Linked DNA regions of Mus musculus: region 2 is linked to region 1. A link is a contact called in public Hi-C data. All regions are on one chromosome and are shown on one strand. The core of a region is the stretch at or near the end of the contact, and the rest is flanking DNA. Distances in the headings are between cores, read along the strand shown.

Region 1 (5,404 bases), core at 2,869-5,368:
GGGATTTAATGATTTTGGAATGTGGTCTGAGGCTAACCTAGGCCAAAAACACTGCCCTCAAAAGCACTTTTAATTATCCCTTCAAAAGAAGTGATTTGGTACCTTGAGAAAGTACTAATTATAGCAAGAATAACCCAGAATGAAAACTTGAGTCTGGAGGATGAAAAACAAGCTTATTTTCTGCCAGGCAGTCAGTTACTCAGTATCACAGAACAACCATCACCAGGCCTGGCATAAAAGCCTCTCTTTTACATGAGCTTGAAGGCCTTGCTTGTTACCCAAACTGCAAAATTAATATTCTTGTTAGTTATTATACGTCTCCAAAAGTATAAGCTTTGAAGACTTAATGACTACCTATATCCTGTTAGTAATTTTGAATATTGAAGCTCTCACATCAAGTCCTATCCCTGATTCTTTTAAATGACTCATTGAAATCCTACCTTTCTGTCGGTAGGAATCATATCCTTTTTTTAAATCAGTTTTTACTTGTATATGAGTATAGCAATATTTTTCTATCAATTTTTAAATATCTGTTTTATTTTACACGTGTGTGTGTGTGTGTATGTGTGTGTGTGTGAAGGGATACCAGCCAAGGCCAAAAACACAATAGATTCCCCTGAAGCTGAGATTATAGGCAGTTCTGAGCTGCCCAATAAAGATGCTGAGAAGCAAACTCAAGTCCTCTCAAAGAGCAACAAGTGCTCTTAACTGCTAAGCCATCCCTTCAGCCCTTAAACTGTATTTAAATAGTTTATTCATAAGTTATCTCCAAGCAGAAATGACATGCATGTCATTTGCATGCTCACGAGCACACGTGCTTGAGTGTGGGTTTCTATATAGTCCATTTCTCCAGCCTGTTCTTTCTCCCAAGAATGCACACACTGTCTGGATATCTCACTATTAAAACACTTGCCTAGCTCGTGTAAGGCCCAGAGTTTAACCCTTGATACCTAAAACAGACAGACAAAATCAACACGTGAAGCACAGTTGACTTACCTGGGTCACTGCAAAGATGATCTGGTCATACACTTCACTCTGAGTGTACACTGCATAGGTGTCGTCCATTCGATCCATGTAGCCCTTTAGGAAGAGGTGTTTGAAGGCTATAGTGTTCTCCTCTTTGAAAGCTACTACCATCTGGTTACTTAGTCCAAACAGAACCAGCTTAAAGAAGAAAAGAAATACCGTGAGGATGAAAAACTTTGAAGAGAAAAGAAATAGAGGCCTGACTGGCAAGCATCTGTGAGGGACTGGGCAGGATACCCAGAAGGCTCTCGACTTGGGGGCCGGGAGATGATTCCATGAATGAGAGCACTTTTCTTACAAGTATGAGGACCTGAGTTCAAATCCCTAGAACCACAGACAAGCCAGCAGTCCAGTATGACTATGGGGACACAGGAGAGAAGATATCCAGAAGCCCACTAGGTAGCCTGGTGTACACAGTGGGGAACGGCAGATCCTGTTAGAAGGTAAAGGAGACTTGGCTGTCCTCAGATCTCCACATGCATGTCATTTGTATGTCCACGAGCTCACGTGTGTGCACACGCGCGTGCGTGCGCACACACACACACACACACACACACACACACCGCTTACACAAAGATGGACACACAGAGATACACACTGTGTGTGTGTGTGTGTGTGTGTGTGTGTGTGTGTGTTGTATGTATGTGAGAGAGAGAGGGGGGGAGAGAGAGAGAGAGGGAGAGAGAGGGAGAGGGGGAGAGAGAGAGAGGGAGAGAGAGAGAGGGAGAGAGAGAGAGGGAGAAGGGGAGAGAGAGAGGGAGAGAGAGAGAGAGAGAGGGAGAGAGGGAGAGGGGGAGAGAGAGAGGGAGAGGGGGAGAGAGGGGGGGTGAAGGCTCCAGCCTGTCCTGCCTGTAATTCCAGCACTTAGGAGTCTAAGGCAGTATGACTGCACTGAATTGGCAGCCAGTCTAACCTTCATAGTGATTTCCAAACTAGCCCTGGCAATAGATTGAGATCTCATCTCCAAAACAAACTATATGTCCCTTTTTAAACACTTACTTAAACACCTTTGTGTGTTTCTTACCAAAAGGCTTAAACCGACTAACTTTCCCCTGGACCACTCGAGTAACTATTGGGAGATCAGATGATTCCTCTAAAAGACGAGGAGTAATTCAGGACACCAGCCTGAGAGTGTGCAGCTCCGAATGTGTGCATCACTTTCTCTGCTCTGGTCTCCTGTATCCCACAGGGATGCACACTAAGCCTGTTCACTGCCCGAGGCAGAGATGCACCGCTCAGGTCTAGTTAAGACGTGAGCATGAACACATGTATAAAGCGCTGAGCTTGGCACACAGCCACCGCCCAAGTGTGCCCTAGTATTACTCTAAGTAAATAGCATTCTTGCCCAGCTGATACAGGCTCCGCCATTGAAATGGCACAAATAAGCTTTTCAGTGCTGTGACATATTGCATTATCACCTGGAAATTAAGGATTTCAAGTGCGGGTTGCCAAGTATTTACTGGGAATCGAGCATGTTTTCTTGGTGATATATTAAAGAAAAACTGTGCCTGCTTCCATGTTACTATGTATGAGCCACGCAGCCTTTTAAACCCGTAAGCATCCGTGTCCCACTCTGTAAGGCGGAGACTGGGATTTCCCCAGTGGGAGGGTGGTCACAATGACATGAACTGCTCTACTGGGATGAGGGGTTACCCCAGTTCAGATAAGAATTCTACCAACTTCAGATGACTCTAGAAACTGCCTTGGTCTGCTAGTCCTAAGTGCTTGCTTCCAGTAAGCAATTAAGATTATCAATCTCAATATTAAAAAACAAAAACAAAAAATACCCTCTCTTTCAATAGCAGGTGTTCACCAAGAATGGAAAATAAATATGCAAATCTAAACCTTGTCTTCATTTTTTCCTTTCTGCTTTTTACAAGAGGTATTTCCTCTCACCAGCAGAAAAAGAAACTTTTTTTTACCCTTTTTTTTTCTTTGCGATTACACACGTGTACAGAGGTCAGAGGACAATTGGCAAGAGTCAGCTCACACCTTCTACCATGTGGGTTCTAGAAATCACACACAGGTTGCCAGGCTTGGTGGCAAGCACCCTTTACCAGCACAGCCACCTTGTCAGCCCCAAACATGTTTTAATAATAAACACCACCAGCGTGGGCAACTCTCACAAAAACATGATTCCTCAAAAATATGTAAAGAAGTTATGGAAGGCAGACTGAGATTTTCCTTTCTAACGAAAATGAAGGCGCACATTCCACAGGCGATGCACGGCCCCTGCTGCCAACCCCGTAATCTTCTGCACCACGGTTTTCAGGATTGGGGCTGGAGGAATCATGGAGTCTAAGGAATCCAAGAAGTTGCCTGTGGCAAAACACCATGCAGTTTCTAGAGAAAGAAATGCCCACCATATTAGGAATAAAAGAAAGAACTCATGTTGGGAATCAGATGATATCTGTGAGAGATGTAGATAACTCTCAAGAAAGGCCTTCATGAGGATCCAACTGCTAAAAATGTTTATTCCTGAAAAATACTATGGCATTAAAATTATCATAATAAAAAAAAATGAGAAAGAGCTGGGTGTCGTGGTACACACTTTACCAACACTGGGAAGACGGAGGTCTCTTGTGAATTCAAGGCCTGTCTGGTCTACATGGAAGTTCAGGGCCAATTGGGCCTAAATAGTGAGCCTGTCTCCAAAAAAAAAAAAACTTTTAAAAAAAAGAATCAAGAGAAAGAAAGAGAGGACAAACAAAGAAACAAAGTCGAAGGGAGAAGGGTTTAAATTTTTAAATCTTTATTTATTGTCTGTCCTTACAGGTGCAGTTAAAAGTTGTTTGAGGAACCAGTGCCACCTTCTCTGCTATGCAAAGAGGCTCCGCCTAACTCCTGCAGGAGGATGCTTACCTGGATAGTCACCATCGCGATTTTCAGAATCTGTATGGCAAGTTTCCATGGCTTCCTACCCCGAGCCCAGAACTTCTCACAAGGATTCATAAAAAAGAACTTGAGTTTCCGCCTCATCTGGTCTTCTAAGAGAAGCTGCTCTGACGGGGACGAGCTCGGGTGGAAAGTGCAGGGGCTTTCATCTTGGCGAGCTCTGCAGCTGCTAACCAGCACCTCGGGATTTGCCATCTCTAGGGAAGGAAGCAAACACTTCCACTCAGCTGGGAGAGGCCCAGGCCCGCGGTGTTTGCTACTGCAGAGGCTCAGAAGCCTGAACAAAGGGTCACAGACCGCGAGGTAGAGCAGAAAGACAGGAGGAAGTGGGGAGGTGGGGAATGGGAGGGTGGGTGGGGGCGGGGCAGGAGAAAAGAATGTGATGCGCTCTTCGTTTCGCGCTGGCAGAGTCTGCGGTTCAAGCCTCTCACCAGCAGAGAATTAAATATTCAGCCACAATTAACCTTTGCTTAAGGCCTTTCTCCCTTTCCAACCTGCTGTTTTCTAGAAGTCTGACTAGGAAATCCTCTTAACGGAAAAGGCCGTGTTACGAACCCCTTGGGCAACCCGTGGTGGCTGTTGGTTTTGCTTAATTAGATTATAATTCCATCTAAGATATCTCTGGAGCCATCTAGCATCGTCCTTATCAGATGAGAGAAAAAGAAGTTTCTTAGCAGCGCTTTGCAATGTGACTTGAAATCCACCAAGCTGGTACCTGAAGCTAATACTAAGGCACTAGGCGGGTACTCAGGTCCCTCTCTTGAGAAGTCCATGCCCACACATGAGAATGTATTATTCTTTCTCCTGGGTCCCCTCTCTTTCTCTTTTAACCCTCATGCTCAGAAACTGTGTTTAAACATCATTAATAAACCTAACCTCTACCTCATGTTGACTAGTCTCGGAATTCTTTTTCTGTATTTAAGTCTACGGATCTCGTTTTTACCGGAATGGAAGTCCCTGAAAGATTATGAGTGCTCCTTAGATTGCTGCAGGTGACCGAGGCCCAGCTGTGCTCCCTAGACATAAAAACTACTTTATGGGCTGTTAGTTACTATGCCCAAGAAACCCTGCATGGCTGCTCCAGTGTCCATACATAGGGTGTCCTGTATTCCTATACCATACTAGGTAGGCACAGACTAGGACAGAGGGTCAGTTCCTCACTTGTTTCGACTACTTAAGTGAATTCTCACCTAGGTGAAAGTTAACAAATCCAAGGACTGCTCCAATCAGTAAAAAAAAAAAAAAAAAAAAAAAAAAAAAAGACATGTTTACACATACAGCTGTATACAATATATGTGTGCTTTCCAGCTCAATGGGTAACAGATACAGTCACGGCCAAGATCGGAGGCCTGAGAGGTTGAGAAAGGACTTCAGAGAGTAAACAGACCCTGAAATGATATGCAGATTTTTATGTGGATATGGTCATTCAACTCCTTCTCATGGGAGAAACAAAAACTTCCATGTACTTATTAATCCATAAGTA
Region 2 (5,664 bases), core at 2,188-4,687, 56 kb before region 1:
GTAGATGTTTACAAAGTGAAAGCCAAGGGTCTGGAGAGATGTCTGCTTGAGAACACTGGCTGTTCTTCCAGAGGACCTGGGGTCAGCTCACAACTGTCTGTAGCTCCAGTTTCAGGAGATCTGCTGCCCTCTCCTGGCCTCTGGGGGCACCGCATGTACATGGTGTGCAGACACGCATGCATGCAAAACACTCAGACACACAAAATTAAAATATATAAATCTCAAAAAAAATAATAATTTAAAGTCAAAGTGGAAGTCGAGATCAAAGGAAATAGAACATGAGCCATTTCCTGCTCTGAAGTATTTCAGTGTCTTCCTGTTTCCCCTGACCCCAGTGGGACCCTAGATTCCCACCTCACGCCAGAATAACACACACAGTAAGCTGAAGTCAGTACACACTCCTGAGAAAACATACTTAAACAGCCAAAAAAAAAAAAAATTACAATGAAACTATTCAAGAAATCAAATCTAATTATTTGTGTTTCATTATAACCCATTTGCCTCCTCCTCAAAGTGAATTCTGACTTGAAGACAGAAAATGATGCAACCCACGCATGCTCTTAGGGTCATCCCTGAAATAAAATCTTCATTCTGGAAACCTCTAAACGCTTGAGAGATCACCACAAATACCTGTAGTTGTTAGCTCAACTTTAAGCCCAGGGAGTGGCACTATTAGAGGGTATAGCCCTGATGGAGTAGGTGTGTCCAGGTTGGAGTAGGTGTGTCCAGGTTGGAGTAGGTGTGGCCATGTTGGAGTGGGTGTGGCCATGTTGGAGTGGGCGTGGCCATGTTGGAATAGGTGTGGCCCTGTTGGATTAGGTGTGGCCCTGTGAGTGTGGGCTTTAAGACCCTAGGATAAGGATCCTAGCTGCCTGGAAGTCAGTATTCTGCTAGCAGCCTTAAGATGAAGATGTAGAACACTTGGCTCCTCCTGTACCATGCCTGCCTGGATGCTGCCATTTTATTCCCTTGATTTAGACAAATGCAGGCTGTTGGCTGAGTGGAGGGAGACAGGGGAGTTTCTCTCTTACCTTCCTCAGCCTCAGAGCAAGAACAATGGATCTCGTGCACAGGATAAGGGATGCCAGGCAGATCATAATGACGAACACATCAAACACCAGGAGGTAGTGAGTGCTTCTCTGAGCTGCAGAGCAAGGCAGAGTACAAATGGGAAGTACGCCTCGCACACATTGTGGAGAGTAGTCTTTTCAGCAAATGGTAGTCTGAAGGGAAATTCAAGGGAAAGACCCCTTTCTCTTGTTAAAGCGGCAACCATCAGAAGCAACAGCATACCGCACTCCACAGACAAGCCAACACACCCTGGAGGGAAGGGCCGTGCACTTACAAACGTAGGCGGTGTTAATCAACGCACTTAAGCTCTTTATAAATATTTACTGCAGAACAGAATCCAACAGAATGCAATCCCGTTGGGCTCCATTCAGAAGAGGCCACCATGGCCTGCGTTGCTTCACACAGCAACACAGACAATGAGTTCCCCTTATCAATTAAGAGAGCAAAGTTAAATGCCACACTGAGAGGTCCCACTTGTGCTCCTCTGTTTCAAGGTACACCGTCCTGCCAGAAGCCAGTCTGAGATGCCTTTCCTGTGTGTCAACACCAAGAAAGGAACTCAGGGACTGAGGAGTGAGTGAGTGAGTGAGCGAGCGAGCGAATGAGTGTTTGGAACGTACAGTGCGGGGGTGGGGGTTGCGGGGGGGACGGGACAAGAGAGGCTGATCTGTAAGTGTAGCTGCTCTTAGACTACATGGCCCCACATTGTGGCTGCTGCTCTCCCCGGCCTCACTATGACTGGATCGGTCTCCCTTGTCTCTGTTCCTGCCTAGGGGACCATCCACAAGCCACACACACTTGCATTTGGCCAGAGCCGTACTTCACACACACCTGCTCACATGATTTGTTTTAGGGGTCAAGTTTCAGATTTTTCTTTTTATTGATTAATTCTGCTGCTTGACAGCTTGATATGTTTATATAACGTACTCTAACCTCATGCCCTGTCCTCTCATCTCTCTCTCTCTTTCTTATCAATACCTAGTCCCCCCCCCACTCAGATTCGTGATCTGGTTTGTGACCCATCTGTGTGACCGTTGGCCAGAACATTGTGTCGGAGCCCGGAGGGTTGGAGCCTGGTGGGGTCACGAACGGGAAGCCACCAGAACGCAGTGGTTTCTGCCTCACTGAATCTGTGTTGCGTACAGCTCCTCAGTGTGCCGTAGGTCCCCTGAGCCCCTCCTCCACTCTTGTCTGACTGTCGACCCGCCTGGTCTTATGCATTCCCAGGGAAGGCCTTTGACTCGAAACTGCTGAGTCTGAGGACGAAATGTGTTTGAAATGGCTGTGGCTTGCCTAGAAGACATCATCTCACAGCCTCCCTCTTTTCCCCTCCACCACCTTCTCCCCCGACTCCTCCTCTCTCTGCTTCTTGGTTGTAGGTTAAGGTGTGAGCCCTCAGCTTAGGTCTCCATGTCTATGGTCTGCTGCCACGTCTACCTGTCATGATGGACTTTCATCCTGTAAGCCCCAATAAATTCTTCCTTCTCTAGGTCACCTTGGTCATGGTGTTTTATCTCAGCAACAACAAAAAAGTAACGAACACAGCAACCTATGCTGAATGTGAAGTAGTGGGAATTCTCCTGCCTCAGCTTCCCAAGTGTTGGGAACATCCAGCAGCCATAGATTGCTTACCCCACTGAAGCCATATTGCATTTCAGAAAGCTCTTCCAAATCTGAGTTTGGAAAACACTGGTTCAGAAATATGTCCTGCCACTCTGAGTAATGGCACACCCCACTCACTCCACCCTCCCAGATACCTGATGTGCACAGACGCTCTCCCACCATCTGCCTAAGGAACTCTGACTCGGGCTATCCAAGCTTACTAACTGTCAGCTCTGCAATAAATATATACCATTACATCTCCATCAGAGGGAGCCCTGCCCACCCCATTCTTCTAAAGCCTCGTGTGGCTGGCTATAAACTATAGTATATAAAATATAAGTTCTGGAGAGCAGAAGCGCACTCAGAGAAGGCTCCTTGGGAAGCAGATGTCTGTGAACGTGGACATTACCGGTTTTTGCTTTGAGGAGATGTGGATAATTGTAGATAACGCCAAGAGGAAGCAAGCAGCAGCTGGGAAGCTGGGTGAGAAGAGAGCATCAGAATACTTGGACAACAGCGGCCAGTGCCCACCAGGTGGCGCCTCTGGCCTCTCTTAGGCAGAGCTTCTCAGTCCACGGCTTCAAATGGAAGAGGCAGCACAACCCATCTTCTAAACTGGTTTCTAAACCTCATATTTTTAATGATTTTTAAAACCCCTTGATTTATTTTAAATTCATGTCTTCCTAGTGATAAGGTCGAGTTTCTAAGACATGGCCGTAAGAATCACATTTTAGGTCTGCTTCTCTCTGTTGGCCACAGGGGGGAGCAAGAGCTCTTCCGTTCTGGCATGCGTGGTGAGAGGATCATTGGGGAGCCATGAGGCACACGTCCAGTCTCACAGTGACTATTGCAAATCACAGTTTATATATGGCAAAGGTTACGTTCCCCCACACCACCAAGACATAGCTTCAGCCTTTACTTGGACCTGAGGACTGCCTTGATGGTGCTGGTCTTTGAGTATCTGCTGCGAAATAGAAAATCCATTTTATCAGGAACCCAATCTGTGTGCTTCCTTTAGAGGAATGACTGAAACCAAAGCTAGAAAAAAAAAGAGAAAACTTCGAAATCATCAGCCGTTGTACAGCTGAAAAGGAATGAGTCACCTGTTGGAATAAAAAACCACGTGACTCATATTTGTCTTTCTGGTCATCTGGCCCAAGTGAGTTCGTGTAAACGGAGCTTGCCAGTTCACCACACTCAGAGACATCGCCCTGACCACTAATAATCAAAGCAGGATGCACATATCTTACACTCCTCTTTTGAGACAGGAACACCCTCCCCCACAAAGTGGTTTAGGCTGGTCTTGAAGTCAAAATCTCCCAGTTTCTTCCTGCATAGCTGAGATTACAGTACATGATGTCATCGCTAGCTCAACAAGGCTATTTAAGCATGTGGACCATCGGGTGACGGAGGAGATGTCCCCGTGTTTATTCAAGATGCACCCTGAGGTCTCCACTCTTCTCCTTTGTCCAAGGCTTGGATCAGAACATACCTCCTCCGAGAATTCAGGATTCCCACTGAGCTCGGTCAAAATGATCATTTCCCTTCCTACTCAGACCTTCCATACTTCCCTGGCTATGGCTACCCATAGCACCCCAAGGATCTGGTCACATAGATGTCCCTCCCTAAGGCCTCTCCTCGCTGATGAGTTGCGGAGCAACTCTGATGACTTCTGCTCCCAGCATTCGGCACCAACCCCCTCAATAAGTACAGCCATTGCTCTTGCTTTGTAGAGAAAACTGCTAAGACAGAGAGGCCAAGCAATAGGTCCAAGCCTCCAGCCGTGGCTCACAGAACCAGAATGCAAACCCAGGCCATCTTGCTGCAAAGGCGAACTGCGTAAACCACTGACTCAAGAAACAATAAACACTTGCTGACTTGGACCACTCGCTCAGGACTAGCGTTTGAACTGTTTTTCTGAAACGTTTTCCCCACCACCTTCCATACGAATCACGTGGGTTCCCTAAGCCCCCCAAACCTCCTCTAACCCACAGACAACAGGCTGAACGGTACACTTACTAGACCCAGATATGTTCATGTTTTTACACTCTTCGATGTTGGCCTCGCTGTTGAGATAGATTTTGATTTTCCCACTGTGGGCTGTGTTGTCGAAGGTAATCTAGAGACAGAAACAAAGAGGTTATAGTCCAACGAGGCGGGGTGGGGTGGGGGTTGTCAGGTCAACTACTTACAAAAGTCATCAGTACCCAGATAGAACTCTGATACAGAGATCACAGGGATGAAAATGCCTCTGCACGTGGGTTCTGGTCCAGCTGCTGTTACTGTGGTAAAACTCTGGTCAACTCCAGCAGGAACTGGAGAACACGCCCCAGAGGAAGTCCTGCTTACTGGCTTGCTGACAGCTTTCATTCAGCCTGCTTCTTGGTCCAGCCCAGGACCCATTGTCCAAGGATAGAAGAGCCTCTCCTGCATCAATCAGTAGCCAAGAAGATGCCCCACTGAGATGTTCACTGGCCAGTCTGATCTGGGTAGTCCTTCAGTGGACACACCCTCAGGACACCATGGGCTATGTCAGGCTGACAGCCGAAGCTAACTGGGAGAATTTAGTTATATATTTTTTAATGATTAAAAAACTATAGCATAAAGGATGAAAGTTTTCTGTGGGTGCTGGGGATTTGAACTCATATCCCCATGTTTTATGTATCAAGCCACCTTCCCAGCCCAAGAATAGGGTTTTAGAGAGTTGGAAAGGGTTGGATCCATCTTCACAGGGAACAGTCTCTAGATGGGTACCACACCATCACTGAAGCAGTTTCCAGTACAACAGTATCTAACATCTGTAGCTGAAGGGCTTACCCTCCACTACAAAGTTGCAGGGAGTGAAACAGAGGCTGACATCACACAAAAACACTTGCCGTATTCTGAAAGAGGTAACAGTCCGGTATCTCTCGGGAATGAACTGCCTGTAGGTCAATTCCTTTGAGGGCAAAGGAGATATCAACTTGCACGAGCCTAAATAAAATACAGTAA

Evidence for each region. A called contact is a pair of places that touch in the nucleus more often than the background predicts.
Region 2: a contact with region 1 is called in a Hi-C map of Th17 cells, with 4 times the contacts expected there. The contact joins the enhancer-like site here to the promoter of Mcoln3 in region 1. A contact is called at or near these places in 13 of 39 promoter capture datasets (the 3T3-L1 cell line, 3T3-L1-derived adipocytes, the HPC-7 cell line and 8 more), 2 of 15 datasets of contacts at CTCF or cohesin (the NIH/3T3 cell line and large pre-B cells), 38 of 484 Hi-C or Micro-C datasets (8-cell embryo, B cells, the Ba/F3 cell line and 27 more), 2 of 115 datasets of contacts at active chromatin or transcription factors (embryonic stem cells and intestinal villus epithelium) and 4 of 9 other capture datasets (adipose tissue, embryonic stem cells, liver and 1 more).

What each region holds. Positions count from the first base shown.
Region 1 is chr3:146,120,505-146,125,908 of GRCm38.p6, reverse strand. It overlaps Mcoln3 (mucolipin 3), which reads right to left and starts at 4,118. Exons shown (of 12, transcript NM_134160.1): 1 at 3,889-4,118; 2 at 997-1,164. The coding sequence starts at 4,116.
Region 2 is chr3:146,175,639-146,181,302 of GRCm38.p6, reverse strand. Mcoln2 (mucolipin 2) reads right to left here. Exons shown (of 14, transcript NM_026656.5): 6 at 5,550-5,646; 7 at 4,693-4,792; 8 at 1,032-1,144. Among named protein-coding and RNA genes, the nearest start is that of Mcoln2, 29 kb to the right of the region's middle. Within about 2 kb of position 3,437, at least 94 of the 459 cell types and tissues checked have an H3K27ac peak or open chromatin away from gene starts, as enhancers often do. A contact at or near this core is called in B cells, the C2C12 cell line, CD8 T cells and 8 more, where this site is marked.